2 separate regions of the Mus musculus genome follow, and region 2 is linked to region 1. Evidence: chromatin contacts called from public Hi-C data. All regions are on one chromosome and are shown on one strand. Each heading gives the region's core, a stretch centred on a gene start, on an enhancer-like site or on the middle of the called end of the contact. The rest is flanking DNA. Distances are from core to core; before and after follow the strand shown. Region 1 overlaps Xrn1 (5'-3' exoribonuclease 1). Region 2 holds the start of Gk5 (glycerol kinase 5 (putative)).

Region 1 (7,082 bases), core at 1,546-4,045:
AATGTAAGTTTTAAGGTAGAAAAGTGTTTGTATGCTATCTTCTTTTTGTTGGTTGTTTTTTGTTTTTTTTGTTTTTGGTTGCTGTTGGTAGGTTGGTTGGTTGGTTGTTTCATTGTTTTTTAAACAAACAGCTTTGTTGAAATATAACTCATACTTTAAGAATTCATCAGGCAAGTGAAATGGCCCAGCAGGTAAATGCTCTTGCCATTCAAGCTTAGCAACTTGAGTTCAATCCCCAAGACACATGGTGGAAGGAGAGAAACAACCTCTAGAGTTAGCCTGTGAGCTACATGTATGCCATGGCGTGCATATGCCCACACATACAGAGGCAGAGAGAGACAAGTAAACCAACCCCATCACTGTAAAGTCTGCACTGATGAAGACAGGGAAGGTTATTAATGCCCCTGCAGGTGGATGCCCATTCTCCTGGTACCTTTCCTAAAAATCAGTTGACCAGACATCTTTGTGGTGAGTTCCAGCCTCCATTCCAATCTGCTGATCTATACACATCTATACACAAAACATGCTGTCTTCCTTACTGTAGCGTTTAGTACAGAAATCAAACAGTTTTGAGTCCCCCAACTTTGTCTGCCCTTTTTCAGGATAGTTCCATTTATTCTGAGTCTTGTATTTCCATATGAATTTTTCATAATTTATCTATTTCTGCAAAAACTGTGCCTGGAATTTTCATAGATCACATTGGATGTGATCTTCAACACTCTGACATTTTCCTGCCCTTGAACACAGAGGCCTTTTCATTTATTTAGTTTTCTCTAATTTTTTCTACTAATATCTTACCATTTACAGTACACGATTCTTACACTGTTTATGTTGAATTTATTCCTACATTATTTGTTTTGATACTATTATTGATGAGGTTATGTTAATTGTTTTTAAAGAAGAGCAGTCCTAACCTTGCCTAACCTCGATCTTAGAGGTAACCTTTCTGTCTTTTACAATCACATGTTATTTTTAGCTATGGGTTTCAGTGTTCCCTATTTGGTGAGGAAACACTCTATTTTTTTCTATTCTTATTTTTACCTAGGAAGAGCTAAATTTTGTTAAATATTTCTTATTTTCTTTCTTTTTTCCCTCCCTCCCTCCCTCTCTTTTTTTCTTTCTTTCTGTTCTAAGGATTAGTACCTCATATCCACCAGGCAAATAGTATACCACTGAGCTAAATATCTACAGCCTTAGATTCTTTTATGAGGGCGTACATGCTCACCTAGGCTCTTCTGCAAGTGCTTGTAGACACATGTGGGTCTGATATCAAGTATTTTCCTCATTCTTTCTTCATCTCTTTCCTTAACTTTTTTGTTATATTTATTTGGTGGATATATGTAGAAGTCAAGAAGGACAGCTTACAGGAGTTGGTTCTTTTTTCCATCATGGCAGCAAGGGCATTTACCCACTGAGCCATCTTACTGGGTCATCTACCTTTTGTTGTTGTTGTTTTTGTTGTTGGATTTGTTTTCTTTTGTTTTGTTTTTCAAGACAGGGTTTCTCTTTGTGGCCCTGGCTGTCCTAGAACTTGCTCTGTAAGCCAGGCTGGCCTCAAACTCAAAAATCCACTTGCCTCTGCATCCTGAATGCTGGGATTAAAGGCCTGTACCACCACCCAGCTGTCTGCCTTATTTTTTAAGACAGGGTCTCTAACAAAATCCAGAGGTCACTGGTTGTGACTGGCCAATGCACTCCAGAGACCTCCCTGTCTTCGCCCTTCCTTCCCCCAGGTAGAGCACTTTCCTAGAATTGCCAGCACCTAGATTTGATCCCAGCATTGGCAGCAGGGAGAAGGGATGAGGAGAGGGAGGCACAGACACGGGAGGAAACCACCCACCTTGAAATCCTTTAAATGCTGTTTCACTGTAGTGAATACTTGATGAATATAGTTGGTGTTTAGTAAGCACTTTCACTTCCCGAATTCTGTTTTCTTGTTTCTAGTTAAGGAAGAATATAAAAGTCCTAAAGCTGAGTGTCAGAGTCAAAAGTTGTCCAGTAAACAGGTAATTTTTCTTTGATATTTTTAATAACTGGATTTTTTTTTATGCACTTGGTTGTTGTATAGCATCTAGTGAATTTTGCAGCCTTCTCCACAGTCCATAAGGACTGCAGTAAAAGCCATAGTCATTTGGATGGATGGTTATACAGCTGGAGTCCACAGTTCAGAATAGAGACATCTGTCATCCTTGTTTTAACACTTAAAGAGTTGAGTGGTCTTGAGCAATTCTTAATGACCTCAACTTCTTTATCTCTAAAATAGAAACAAACTACTGGGGGCTGGAGAGATAGCTCAGTGGTTAAGTGCACTGACTGCTCTTCCAGAGGTCCTGAGTTAATTTCTAGCAACCACATGGTGGCCACAGCCATCTGGAATAGGATCCAACACCCTCTTCTGGTGTGTCTGAAGACAACAACATTGTACTCACATACATAAAATAAATAAATCTTTTTTTAAAAAAAGAAATAAACTATTGGTTACTTAGAGCTTTTCTCATGTATTATAAAATATGTGGGAGTATCTATTTGTACATAATGATAGGTTAATTCTCCACCAGTGAAATGAGCCAATTCGAGCCAGATTAGAATATATTAAAGGCAGGTAAGTTTGTTGGGAATTTGCTCTCAGGCAGGCAGGTTCGTTGGCCCCGGGGATTGAGGCCAGGGAAGTTACCATGGGGAGTGGGGAGGAGAAAGAGGGAAAGCCCGAGCAGAGAGCGAAGAGAAAGAGGAGGAGGGGCGGGGTCAGAGACCAAAATGTCTGAATTCTACAGGAAAGAGTCTCTGAGAGAAGGACAACCCAGCCTCTGGGCTGGAAAATTCAGGGGCAGGGGCAGGGGCAGGGTGTGCTGGGTAGGGACTGAGGGATGTTGAGAGAACCAGGAAGCCAGGTCTACTCATAATAAAATTTGCACCTGGGTCCCTTGTCCCAGTCCTAAACCAAACATCCCAGCGTTTTGTTAATTATAAATAAATAAGGTACTCTGTGATTGGCCATGACTACTTCTTGCTGACATTGGGGTACATTTTTGTTTATGGGGTATGGGCAAAAATCTTGAAAGTTGGTCAAGTCCAGGAAGGGCTGGTTGGTTTACTGCTGTCCAGGTTGAAGCAGTCTATGAAGTTAGGCCAAAGTACCTATGGGTAACTGGGAGCTTTCCTAGATGGAGTTCTGAGAGAACATCTGGAGCAGAAGATAGGAATTTTAGGGAGAAAAAAAATTTGTGTGGTGTATATTTGAAATTCTTAGGCCTATGGTCTTGAGAGTTGGGGGGGGGGGGGAGTGCTGTCCCAGGACCAGGGAAAGGGAAATAGGTCCCACCCTCAGGAATGGGCAGGTGGGGAAGGAAACAGCCTGTTAATTAACAGTACTTATCTTGAGTCCATTTGTCTGTGGGAGGTGGATTCTAGTAGAGTCCCTGAAGCTTACAAGAATCTAAGTTAATACATACACTGGTAGCAAAGTCAAGCTGTATGGAGTTAGAGTGGGGAGAGCCGAGGTCATACATCTTATTTGTTTTACTGTCTAGGCTTTAATAAGGAACATGTAAATGTGTTAGATAAGAATCAAAGAGTTTGGCATGCATAATTATGTATATCTGTATGCATACATTCCATACTTTAACAAACATTTTTAATGGCTCTCTTGGATTGGGAACATCCCTCTGTGATGAGCACTTCTGTGTGAAAAGTCCTGGTTTTCTGCCATTGTAGAAAACAAAAAGTGGCCAGACTTGGGACCAAATATTTTTTAGAAAAGTTGTCATGTAGCACAAGCTGGCCTCTTAACTCACTTAGGCCAGCCTTGAATTCATCCTTCTGCCTCTGCCTTCAAAACAGTCCTGAGGTTAGAGGTGTGTGCCACTATACCCAGCCAAAATAACGGGGGTTTTTGTTGTTTGTTTGTTTTAAATATGTTTATTTATTTTATGTATATGAGTACACTGTAGCTTCAGACACACCAGAAGAGGGCGTCAGATCCTGTTACAGATGGTTGCTGGGAATTGAACTCAGGACCTTTGGAAGAGCAGTCAGTGCTCTTAACCTCTGAGCCATCTCTCCAGCCCCAAAATAACGTTTTTAAGAGTAAAATAAGATATGTAAGTTTGAGAGAAATAACAGTACTGAAACACAGTTAGGATCTGGTAAGATTCATTGTCCTGTTTTCTTCCTGACCTTTAGGTAGAGGCTCCTGTCTTAAATTCTGATCCGTTAGAAAGAAAGGGCTGTTTTCTTTCTCCATTCATTCATTCATTCATTCATTATGTGCAGTGCTCTGCCGGCATATATGCCCGCATGCCAGAAGAGGGCACAAGACCCCACTCACTATAGATGGTTGTGAGGCACCACGTGGTTGCTGGGAATTGAACTCAGGACCTCTGGAAGAGCAGTCAGTGCTCTTAACCACTGAGCCATCTCTCCAGCGCCTTTTTCCTTTTAAGATTGCTCATCCCATCATGAGAGTTCCTCTTCATGAGCTCATCTGAAGCTGGTTATCTCTGTTGAGGTGGGATATACAAATATACAAACCATATCAGTGATTACAGTCTATATCAAAATTGAAAGAAATGTAAATCTTACAGGTTAATGAAAATGATCATTTTCCCTATTCAAGTTATCAGTCCCTCTCATCCCTTTTCTCCTTATGGCATTAATAGAAAGCAGTTCTTGGGGCTGGAGAGTTGGCTCACTTGGTAAGAGCGTTCCCTGCTCTTCCACAGGACCTGGGTTCAGTTCCCAGCACCTACGTGACTGCTCATTTACATGGCATGTACAGACATGCATGCAGGTAAAACACACAAGAACAAGTAAATCGAGAGAAAGAGAGAGAGAATGCAGTACATAGAATATTTTGCTGAATTTATATAGAATATTGTTAAATAGTACCTATAAATTTACTAACACAAGAAACTTATTTTTTCATATAGACTTCTGGAGGGTCTGCCAGATGTAGTATTAAACTATTGAAGAGAAATGAAAGTCCAGGAACTTCAGAAGCCCAGAAGGTTGTAACTAGTTACCCAAATGCAGTGCATAAGGTAAGTGAATAAAGAAGTCAGTCCTCCATCCACTGCCTCTCCTCAAACTTCCATCTAAGAAAATGCTTGACTAACAGCTGAGTTTTTAGAGTAAAATCTAGCTTTTTACTACTTTCCACTTTTATCTTTACACGTATTTATTCTTTTAGCCTCCCTCTGGGATTGAGAACTTTTTAGCATCTTTGAATCTCTCTAAGGAGAATGAAGCACAGCTACCTCATCATGGAGAGCCTCCAGATGAGGCGGATTTGTCCCCGCAGTCCTTTGCTATGGTTCGTATGTTCAGCTGCTACATGGGCACACACTATGCTCAAACCCTCTGTCTCCTCTTGGGTGGCACCTTACATCACTTTAGTCGTCCTGAGAGGAAAGCCGGGGTTGCTTGGAGCAGTTTAGCCATCCTTTTATGTTGTTTTTCTGGGGTTTTGTTTTTGTTTTCCCATTAGACCACAGAGTCCTGCTTTTTAAACACTGCTATTGTTAAATAGGCTAGAAAGTAAGTAGGGTAACTATTACTTAGAAATCTGACTATATTCAGCCTTTGACCATCTAATTGCCTCAGATGAATTCAGTAAGCATCTTAATTTTTTTAAAAGAATTGTTTTTTTATGAGTACACTGTAGCTGTCCTCAGACACACCAGAAGAGGGCATTGGATCCTATCACAGATGGTTGTGATCCATGGGAATTGAACTCAGGACTTCTAGAATAGCTGCCCAAGCTCTTAACCACTGAGCCATCTCTCCAGCCCAAGCATCTTAATTTTTAACAGCGGGAACTCTTCAAAAGAAAGAGCAGAGGCTGGAGAGAGAGCCCAGTACTAGATGGAGTTCTTGTCTAGCTGCACTAGGACAAACCTCAAAAGAAGAGAAAAAAAACTCAGAAAATCAAGAAGAAAAATGAATAAGCCACCTAAGTCTAACGTTTGTTCTCCTCTCACCCCTCTACCTATGAATCATTTCCTAAAAAAGAAAGGAACACGGATGCTTAAAGAAATTCTGAAAATTGATAGCCCTGACACAAGAGACAGCAAGAATGATATGAAGAAATCTGATAATGAAGCCACTGTTTCTTCTAGAAGAGATGAGCGTGGAGTGTCAGCACATCCTAAGCCAAGTAAGAAGCTGAGTAAGTTAACTCCCGTTGCCAATAGTCAGGGTCATGTCCAAAAGCTCAGTTCATATGGTTCCCTTGAAAAATGTTTATTTGTTTAGTGTGTGTGTGTGTGTGTGTGTGTGTGTGTGTGTGTGTGTGTGTGTGTGTGTGTAGAGCACACATGTGGTGATGACCAGAGGATAACTTGGAGGAGTCAGTTCTCTCCTTCCAGTGTTTGTGTCCCAGACAGGGATTGAACTCAGGTCATGAGGCTTGACAGCAAGCACCTTTACCAATTAAGCCATCTCACCAAATCCATTTGTTCTTTTTAAAACTAGAGGCTTAGGAAGTAGCTCAACAAGTTAAAAATACTTACCATGGGGCTGAAGAGAGAGCTCAGTGGTTAAGGGCACTGACTGCTCTTCCAGAGGTCCTGAATTCAATTCCCAGCAACCACATGATGGCTCACACCCATCTGTACTGGCATCCGATACCCTCTACTGGTGTGTCTGAAGACAGCTACAGTGTACTCAGAAAAATCAATAAATGTTTAAAAAAAGAATACTTGCCACATGAAGACCAGCATTCACATACATAGCACACATGTAACAAGCCAGGTAGCCCATGAGTACCTGTTATTCCAGCTACAGGAGAAGCAATGAGAGGATTGCTGGGTCTTGCTGTCTTCCAGTCGATCCAAGAAAATCAAGCCCAGTTTAAGGGAAGACAGTTGCCGCAGGCCCTCTGGTCCCCTGTGCCTGCGTAGAAAAGAGTCTCTAGGGTAGATGGGCAAGATTAGGATGTAGTGACAGACAGTCGAACACGCAAGAGAGGTGTTGGATCTGAATGTAATGTTCCAGTCGAGCATCAGACTTTTATAATACAGAATAAATTGCAGAACAAGGCACATTGAATTTTTCCAGGTGCAAAAGGAGTGACTTCAAAAGGA
Region 2 (7,082 bases), core at 3,318-5,817, 83 kb after region 1:
ACTGGTGGGGAAAGAGCCTGGGAGAACAGCCAAGCCTGGGATCTGAGAAGGGGCAGCTGGGCCAGATGCAAGGTCACGGCAGAGGTTATTTGGAAGTCACTGAGCCCCATGTGCTGCAGGGATTTTCCACTATGGGCATAGCAGGGTGAGAAGTGCTGGCTGAGAATGATGCACCTGGGAGACACACAGGATCTTTCATGTCTCCACGCCTCTTCAGGCAGCAGTCTGCCCTCTGAAGGTAGTGGTTGCTTTTAAAATGAGTCCTCTATGTTTAAGTTCCCTGACAATCAATATCTGAACTTGGGGGGGGGGGCAAAATGTTAATTGTAGCTGTGCACAGAGGTGCCTGCCAATAACACCAGCACTTGGGAGGTACAAGTAGGAGGAACAAGAGTGCAAAGTGGCCGGGTGTGGTGGTGCATGCCTTTAATCCCAGCACTTGGGAGGCAGAGATAGACGGATTTCTGAGTTCGAGGCCAGCCTGGTCTACAGAGTGAGTTCCAGGACACCCAGGGCTATACAGAGAAACCCTGTCTCGAAAAAACAACAAAACAAAACAAAACAAAACAAAACAAAAACAAGAGTGCAAAGTGATCCCTGGCAAGGTGGTCACTTCAAGGCTAGCCTGAGTTACATGAGACCCTCTAACCCTGTTTCTTAGTGTCTATTGCTATGAAGAGACACCATGACCAAGGATAAACTCATAAAATGATACATTTAATGGGGACTGGCTTACAGTTTCAGAGGTTTAGTCCATTGTCAGTATGGTTGGCATGCAGGCAGACATGGTGCCGGAGAAGTCGCTGAGAGTTCTATATCAGGATCCATAGGGAACAGGAAGAAACGCTTGGCCTGGCATGAGCTTTTGAAACTCCACAGCCCACTCCCAGTGACACACTTCCTCCAACAAGGCCAAGCCCCCTAACCCTTCTCAAGTAGTGCCACCCCAATTACTAAGCCTTCTGAGCCTATGGGGTTTTTATGTTTGTTTTTTATATTTTTTAGACAAGGTGACAGATCCCTGGCTGACCTGGACTTGCTTTGTAGACCAGAATGGCCTCAAAGTCAAGAGATTAGACTGCCTCTGTCTGCACAGTGCTGGGATTAATTAATAATGCTCAGAAATGAGGGCCATACTTATTCAAACCACGACACCCCGACTCAGAAAACCAAACCAAACCAACCAAAACAAACTGTTCTCCTATAAGAATCTACAGGCTCTTTCTGTTGCTCTTGGTTACCCACTATAACTAGATGGAAAGACTCTTGATGAAAAAAAAATGTATACTGTAGTGTAGGTTTCAAGCTAGACTGATCTGAGAACTTCCTCCCTGCCAGTTAGCTCTCATAGTGATGGGAGGAAGGAGCTTTTCAGACTGCTGGAGGAGAAAAAAAATCATCAATGGTATAACCTCACAGTGAACTCTGAATGCTACAGCACCAAGATGCTAGGCAAGACCAAATGGTAAAAGTGTGGCATGAAGGTTATGGAGGTAGCCACCTGCTGATTGGATTTGTGGCCTGCATCACAGGAAGGCATTCATGTGTGACATTATAAATCTGGGCCAAAAAGCTCATGGCTGTGGAAATCATACAGCCTAGAGGGGAACCTATGACTGTTGTTTTGCTAAATGCTCATGTTCTCAGACTGCCCTCCAAGTGTTTATATTTATACACAGAGACTAATGTTGCTTTCAGTTTTGGCCAGGCAAGCTTCTTTATGTAGTGGGCAGCAGTCAAAGCAGGATCATAAACTAGTTTTTTTGTTTTTTTTTGTGTGTTGTTTTTTGTTGTTGTTTGTTTTGTTTTTGGAGACAGGGTTTCTCTGTATAGCTCTGGCTGTCCTGGAACTCACTCTGTAGACCAGGCTGGCCTTGAATTCAGAAATCTGCCTGCCTCTTCCTCCCCAGTCCTGGGATTAAAGGCGTGCTCCACCACGCCCGGCTGTTTTTTTGTTTTTTTTTTTAAACTGAAAAGTGACTGTTGTGCTCAGCCCTTTCTCCCCAGGCTCAGGTACTCCATGAAAAAGAGCAGCAGAAACAATGCAGGAGTGTGAGGATTGGGAGAACAGGTAGGCGTGCTGTGAAATGCTGCCTCTTGGACCTGGCATGGCTTTTGCCCCTATGACCTCACTGCGGCTGGCGATTGACTTGCACAACATCAAGTTAATAGTCCAGCGGCAGCACTAATTGGATTGGACCCACTGGGTTGGGGAGGGCAGTGGGGACATGTTTCAAGGTGTCCAGGGGAAGTAGGAAGGGAAGATTGAGGGTGAATACGACCAAGATAAATTGTTGGAGGTGGAGAGTTGGCTCAGAGGCTAAGAGTCCTTATTGCCTGTGCAGAGGTCCTGGGTTCTATTCCCAGCACTCCCATGGCAGTTGACAACCATCTATAACTCCAGTCCCAGAGGCTTTGATGCCCTCGTCTGACCTCCCAGAGCACCAGGCACACATGTGATGTACATATATACATACAGGCAAAACATTCATACACTTAAGAATGTTTTAAAAGATACATTGTATGTATTTATGAGGTTAACAAAGAATAAATGATATTCTAAAAAACAAACAAACAAGCAAAAAAACAAGTTTTCTTCAGGTGACAGCATTTGTCAAGGTTTCAAATTTGTTTGAAATTGGAAAACTGTGCTTGACCTGTTGGCGCATTGCTATAATTCCAATGTGAGGCGAAGTCAGGAGGAGTGGCTTGAGTTCTAGGCCAGCCTCTGGTACACTCAGACTCTGTCTCAAGAGAAATAAAACAAAAATGAGAAACTTTTTAAAAACTCTAGACTAAGTATTTTTTAAGATCTGCTCTTTCACACTTTAGAAACTGCTGATGTTTGACCTTACGAAAATGATCACAAAGTCGCAGAGTATAAAACCCCCAAGAAATACCTCTGTGAGAAGTACACCAACTGTTAACACTGCCTACACTGAACTTTTCTTAGTTGTAAGCAGGGAAACTAATGGCTAACTGTATGAATAAGCTTGACTAGGTTACTTGTACATTGCTGTGGGAGGTGTAGTTTAGATGTGATTGACATTTAAATCTGTATCCCCAGTAAAGATATCACACACACACACACACACACACACACACACACACACACATGACTGAGCTTCCCCCGATTAGTTGAACACCAGGCAAGCTTTGGAAAAGGGCAAAGGCAAGCTTCGGGAAGGAGGAAATCAAAACTGTAAGCATGGAAGTGTGCCTTCTTTTCCAGGCTGCCAGCAGGCCCTACAAGTTTCTAAGCTTGCCTGGACCTACAACCAATTCTTTAAAGTTTCTTTCCCTCAGGAACTGGGAGAGATAGCTCCGTAGGTAATGTGCTTGCCAGTCAAACATGAGGACCAGAGTTTGGTGCCTATTCACGACAAGAGCATATAGAATCCTAGGGAGCCTTTGGTCCTAGTAAGAGATTGCCTTGAGGAACAAGGTCAAACTTCAGTTGTGGCTCTCAGGTTCTGGCTCTGCCTTCCCTCTGGTATTTGTACAGTTTCAGTTTCTCAAGAGAATCGGACAGCATAGGACTATTAGTCATGCATACAACGCTGGAAAGTCTCTCTCTCTCTCTCTTTCTCTCTCTCTCACACACACACACATTCATGCATGACCAATTGGTCACCAACGATATAGGGCAGACCTGTGCCAGATGGTGCAAATAGGCATTGCTGTGTAGAGACAGACTATTAAGAGAAGCCACAAACAAACAAAAATAAATATGGTGTTCACAGTCAAGCTTCAAGTGACAACCCAAATCCAACTTGGCAAATCTCTGGGAAGCAAGTAGGCTAACAGAGTAATATAAACAAGAAAATATTCCTTTAAGCTGATAAGCTACCCACAAAACATTCTCACGAAATTTAAACTTTGTGTCGCGGCAAAGGCCCTTTAGTGCCATACAAAACTTGGACATCTATTCATCGTTGTGTAATACATGCAAGCTTTTCTGGGAAGACTTCATGAGGAACCTCCTATACTTTTGAATGTCTTCCCACGGACTGGAAAGATGGCTCACTGGTTAAGAGCACTAGTTGCTCTTGCTGAAGACCGGGGTTTGGTTATCATTGCCTACATGGAAGCTTGCAATCGTCGGAGGTCCTCTTCTGACTTCTACATGCATCAGGCACATGTGGCTCACACACATAAATACAGGCAAAAAACTAAGTGAACATGAAAAAAAGTTTAAAATTTTTTCATCTCACTTGATTTTTCCTAACAGATATTCGTAAAAAAGTAATCTGGGCTAGAAGGGAACTAAAAAGTTTCAAAGTAACGGTCGCTGAACGGTGACATCCAGTACAGCGCTGCGGTAAACGCCATCTTTGCCAAATTCCCACGAGCTGCTCGGCGCGCTGCCCTGACGTCACGGTGCTAGGGGCGGAGCGTGGGGTAGCAAGGCTTCCCGAAGGGGCTGAACGAGGCGGGGCGGGGTCTTGTGAAGGGGCGGAGCCTAACTCGTCGAGGGGCGGGACAGGGCGCGGTGTAGGAGGGGCGGGGCCGCGAGCTCTCCGCCCGGGGTCTGGCGTTTATAGCTCCGCGCTGGCCGGCCCGTGGCGACTGCAGTGTTCGGGGTCGCGATGTCAGGGCAGCAGGAGCGTGCAGAGCGGCAGCGAGAGGAACTGAGCGCGTCGGCCTCGCCGCCCTCCCGCTTCGTGCTGGGGCTGGACGTGGGCAGCACGGTGATCCGCTGCCACGTCTATGACCAGACGGCGCGAGTGCGAGGCTCCAGCGCGCAGAAGGTGACTAGGCGCGGCGGGAGGGTCTCGGGATCTGACTGCACCCTAGCTCTTCCTGCACCTCTGGGGGGCTCGGGCCGGCGTGGCCCGGTGTCTGTCTCTCGCTTCCTGTCCCGCGGGACTCAGCGCTCTAGCTTTACCTGGGTGGAACCGAGGTGACTCTCGGGGCAGCGCGGGCAGATTGTGTATATGTGGACAGAAGGTGGTTAGTGATTTGCGTGGTTTTTCTGCACTTCCTCGTCGACCTTTTATGCCTTTTAGCTCTTCAGATTTTGATGGAATATAAAACTGTGGGTTTTTTTTTTTCGGTTGTGTTATTTAAACAATTCGTTGCATTTATTATTTGTGTATCTGTGTGTGCTCGCGTGCTATATGGCACACATTTAGGAGTCAGAGGACAACTTTCTTGGGCATCGGTTTTCTCCTTCCACCATGTTGGCCCGGTCCCTAGGATTGAACTCAGGTCTTCAGGCTTGGCAGAAGTACTTTTACCGCCAAGCCACCTTACTGGTTGCGTTCGTAAAAGTGCTAGGTCCTCACATTAACATTTAACTTCCATGGATATTGGAGACACTGAGCACATTTTGAAAGCTTTGTTATCCTTATTTCTTTCCATCTTTGAGAATTCATTAAAAAGTATCTTCTGGCTTGAGAAGCCTGCCAAAGCATTGGTTGGTCTTTGTTAGCAAAGCCTTAAACCTCAGATGATACTAGTTAACAGCCAACCCCCATTTTAATAAAGCGCTAATTTCTATACAGTGGTCAATGCAGTTGATTGAGTGTAGTGTTCTTATTTACTCCTTTAAATACTAGCATTTTCTAATGTTTAAAATATTAGCGAAGGGATATGAGAGCCATTTAACTTCTTCCTTACAGCACTGGGCTCCCCCCTTTTTTCCCTGTGCTATCCTACATCGACTAGGGTAAAAGTTAAGTAGTGACTGCCTTAAGAATTTACTTTGAGGAAATAGACTAGACGTTCCCTTCAGGGATCTGAGCTAGGAGGTGAGTTGCAGCAACTGCGCTGCTCGCTCTCTCTCTGGCCAGCTGTGTCGGAACACTGCCCACCCACTCAGTCCATCCCTGTCCCAACCTTTAAGGACAGGTCTAAGGCACATACTGAGCTCTTGTCGTATTGCAAGTCTTTATCACAAACACAACGATACTTCTTAGTTTTTCTTACAATTCTAGTCACAAAGTACTTTTGCTGAAACGGTGCATTTTAAATTTTTTTTTTTTAATTAAGGAATGAGAGTTTGGTTCAGGAAGGAGATGGCTCAGCAGGTAAAGAGGACTTCCCAGTCCTCCCTCCTAAGCTTGGATCCCTGAGATGGACAGGGAGAAAGGAGAGCATAGGTTGCCCTCTGTCCTCGGCACTTTAAACTGGCACAAGTGTGCTCCCTACCCTGAAGTAAATATGAAATTTGATAAATTTTTAAGAAGTTGGTAGGCAATACAGCTGCATAGTTGTTGCACAATTTAAGGAAATTTGATTTTTAGAAAGTATTGGGGTTTGGTGGTACATACCTTTAATTCCAGGGCCTGGGAGATAGAGGCAGATGGGTCTCTGAGTTCAAGGCCAGCCTGCCTGGTCTACCGATGGAGCTCTGGCTATGTAAAGAACTGTGGAGACGATGCCTGGGAACTGATGGGAAGAACACTGTCTTTGGGATGCTAAGCATGGTCTTAAACCGTGATAGCTGATGTCAGAACTTAAGGGTGTGCTTCTGGGCAGATAACTACATACAAAAATAAGTTATAGTGGTTTTTGTTTGTGTTTGTGTATTTGTGGTCTTAAGATCTCTCTCTGTATCCAAGGCTGGTCTGGAACTCTCTCTGTAGCATAGGCTAGGTTGGAAATAGGTATCTGCCCACCCCATCCCATCCCTGCTGAGACACCACTAGTCTTTGCTTATGTGGCCATTTAAAAAAATAATTTTATGTCTGTTGTCTCTAGTGATAAAACATGGGGTCTTTCTTTGGCCAACTTTCTAGAAACTTAATCGTGCATCAGATTGTTAGTCCAAGCACACTGGCCTGGCATGTGCAGTGCCCTGGGCGTTACTTCCAACCAACAAAAAGATAAGGAGGCGCCTTCTGAGGCTGTGCTGCAGAGAGCTGAATTCATTAAGAATAAGGTCTTGCTAGTCTACACTGTCGTTTAGCACTTTAGGACTTCATGGGTGGAGAGTAAATGATGAGAGTAAATGCCGGCCTAGTGGTGCACATCTTTACTCCTCGCGCTTGGAGGGCAGAGGCAGTCAGATCTCTGTGAGTTTGAGGCTAGCCTGTTCTTCATAGCAGATTCCAGGGCAAACCAGGGCTGCACAATGA

Evidence for each region. Hi-C and Micro-C count contacts between places; a contact is called where the count stands out from the background.
Region 2: a Hi-C map of morula shows a contact between it and region 1, with 2.0 times the contacts expected there. The contact joins the promoter of Gk5 here to the enhancer-like site in region 1. A contact is called at or near these places in 2 of 39 promoter capture datasets (the C10 cell line and macrophages), 6 of 484 Hi-C or Micro-C datasets (the G1E-ER4 cell line, embryonic stem cells, morula and 3 more), 5 of 115 datasets of contacts at active chromatin or transcription factors (the SCID.adh cell line, embryonic stem cells and stem cell-derived neural progenitor cells) and 2 of 9 other capture datasets (adipose tissue and pancreatic islet).

The regions. Positions count from the first base shown.
Region 1 is chr9:96,033,691-96,040,772 of GRCm38.p6, forward strand. Xrn1 (5'-3' exoribonuclease 1) reads left to right here. Exons shown (of 42, transcript NM_001311130.1): 33 at 1-3; 34 at 1,945-2,006; 35 at 4,929-5,039; 36 at 5,189-5,311; 37 at 6,010-6,154. Among named protein-coding and RNA genes, the nearest start is that of Gm16794, 74 kb to the left of the region's middle. Within about 2 kb of position 2,796, at least 8 of the 459 cell types and tissues checked have an H3K27ac peak or open chromatin away from gene starts, as enhancers often do. A contact at or near this core is called in morula, where this site is marked.
Region 2 is chr9:96,114,862-96,121,943 of GRCm38.p6, forward strand. Gk5 (glycerol kinase 5 (putative)) reads left to right here and starts at 4,568. Exons shown (of 16, transcript NM_001368879.1): 1 at 4,568-4,751. The coding sequence starts at 4,590.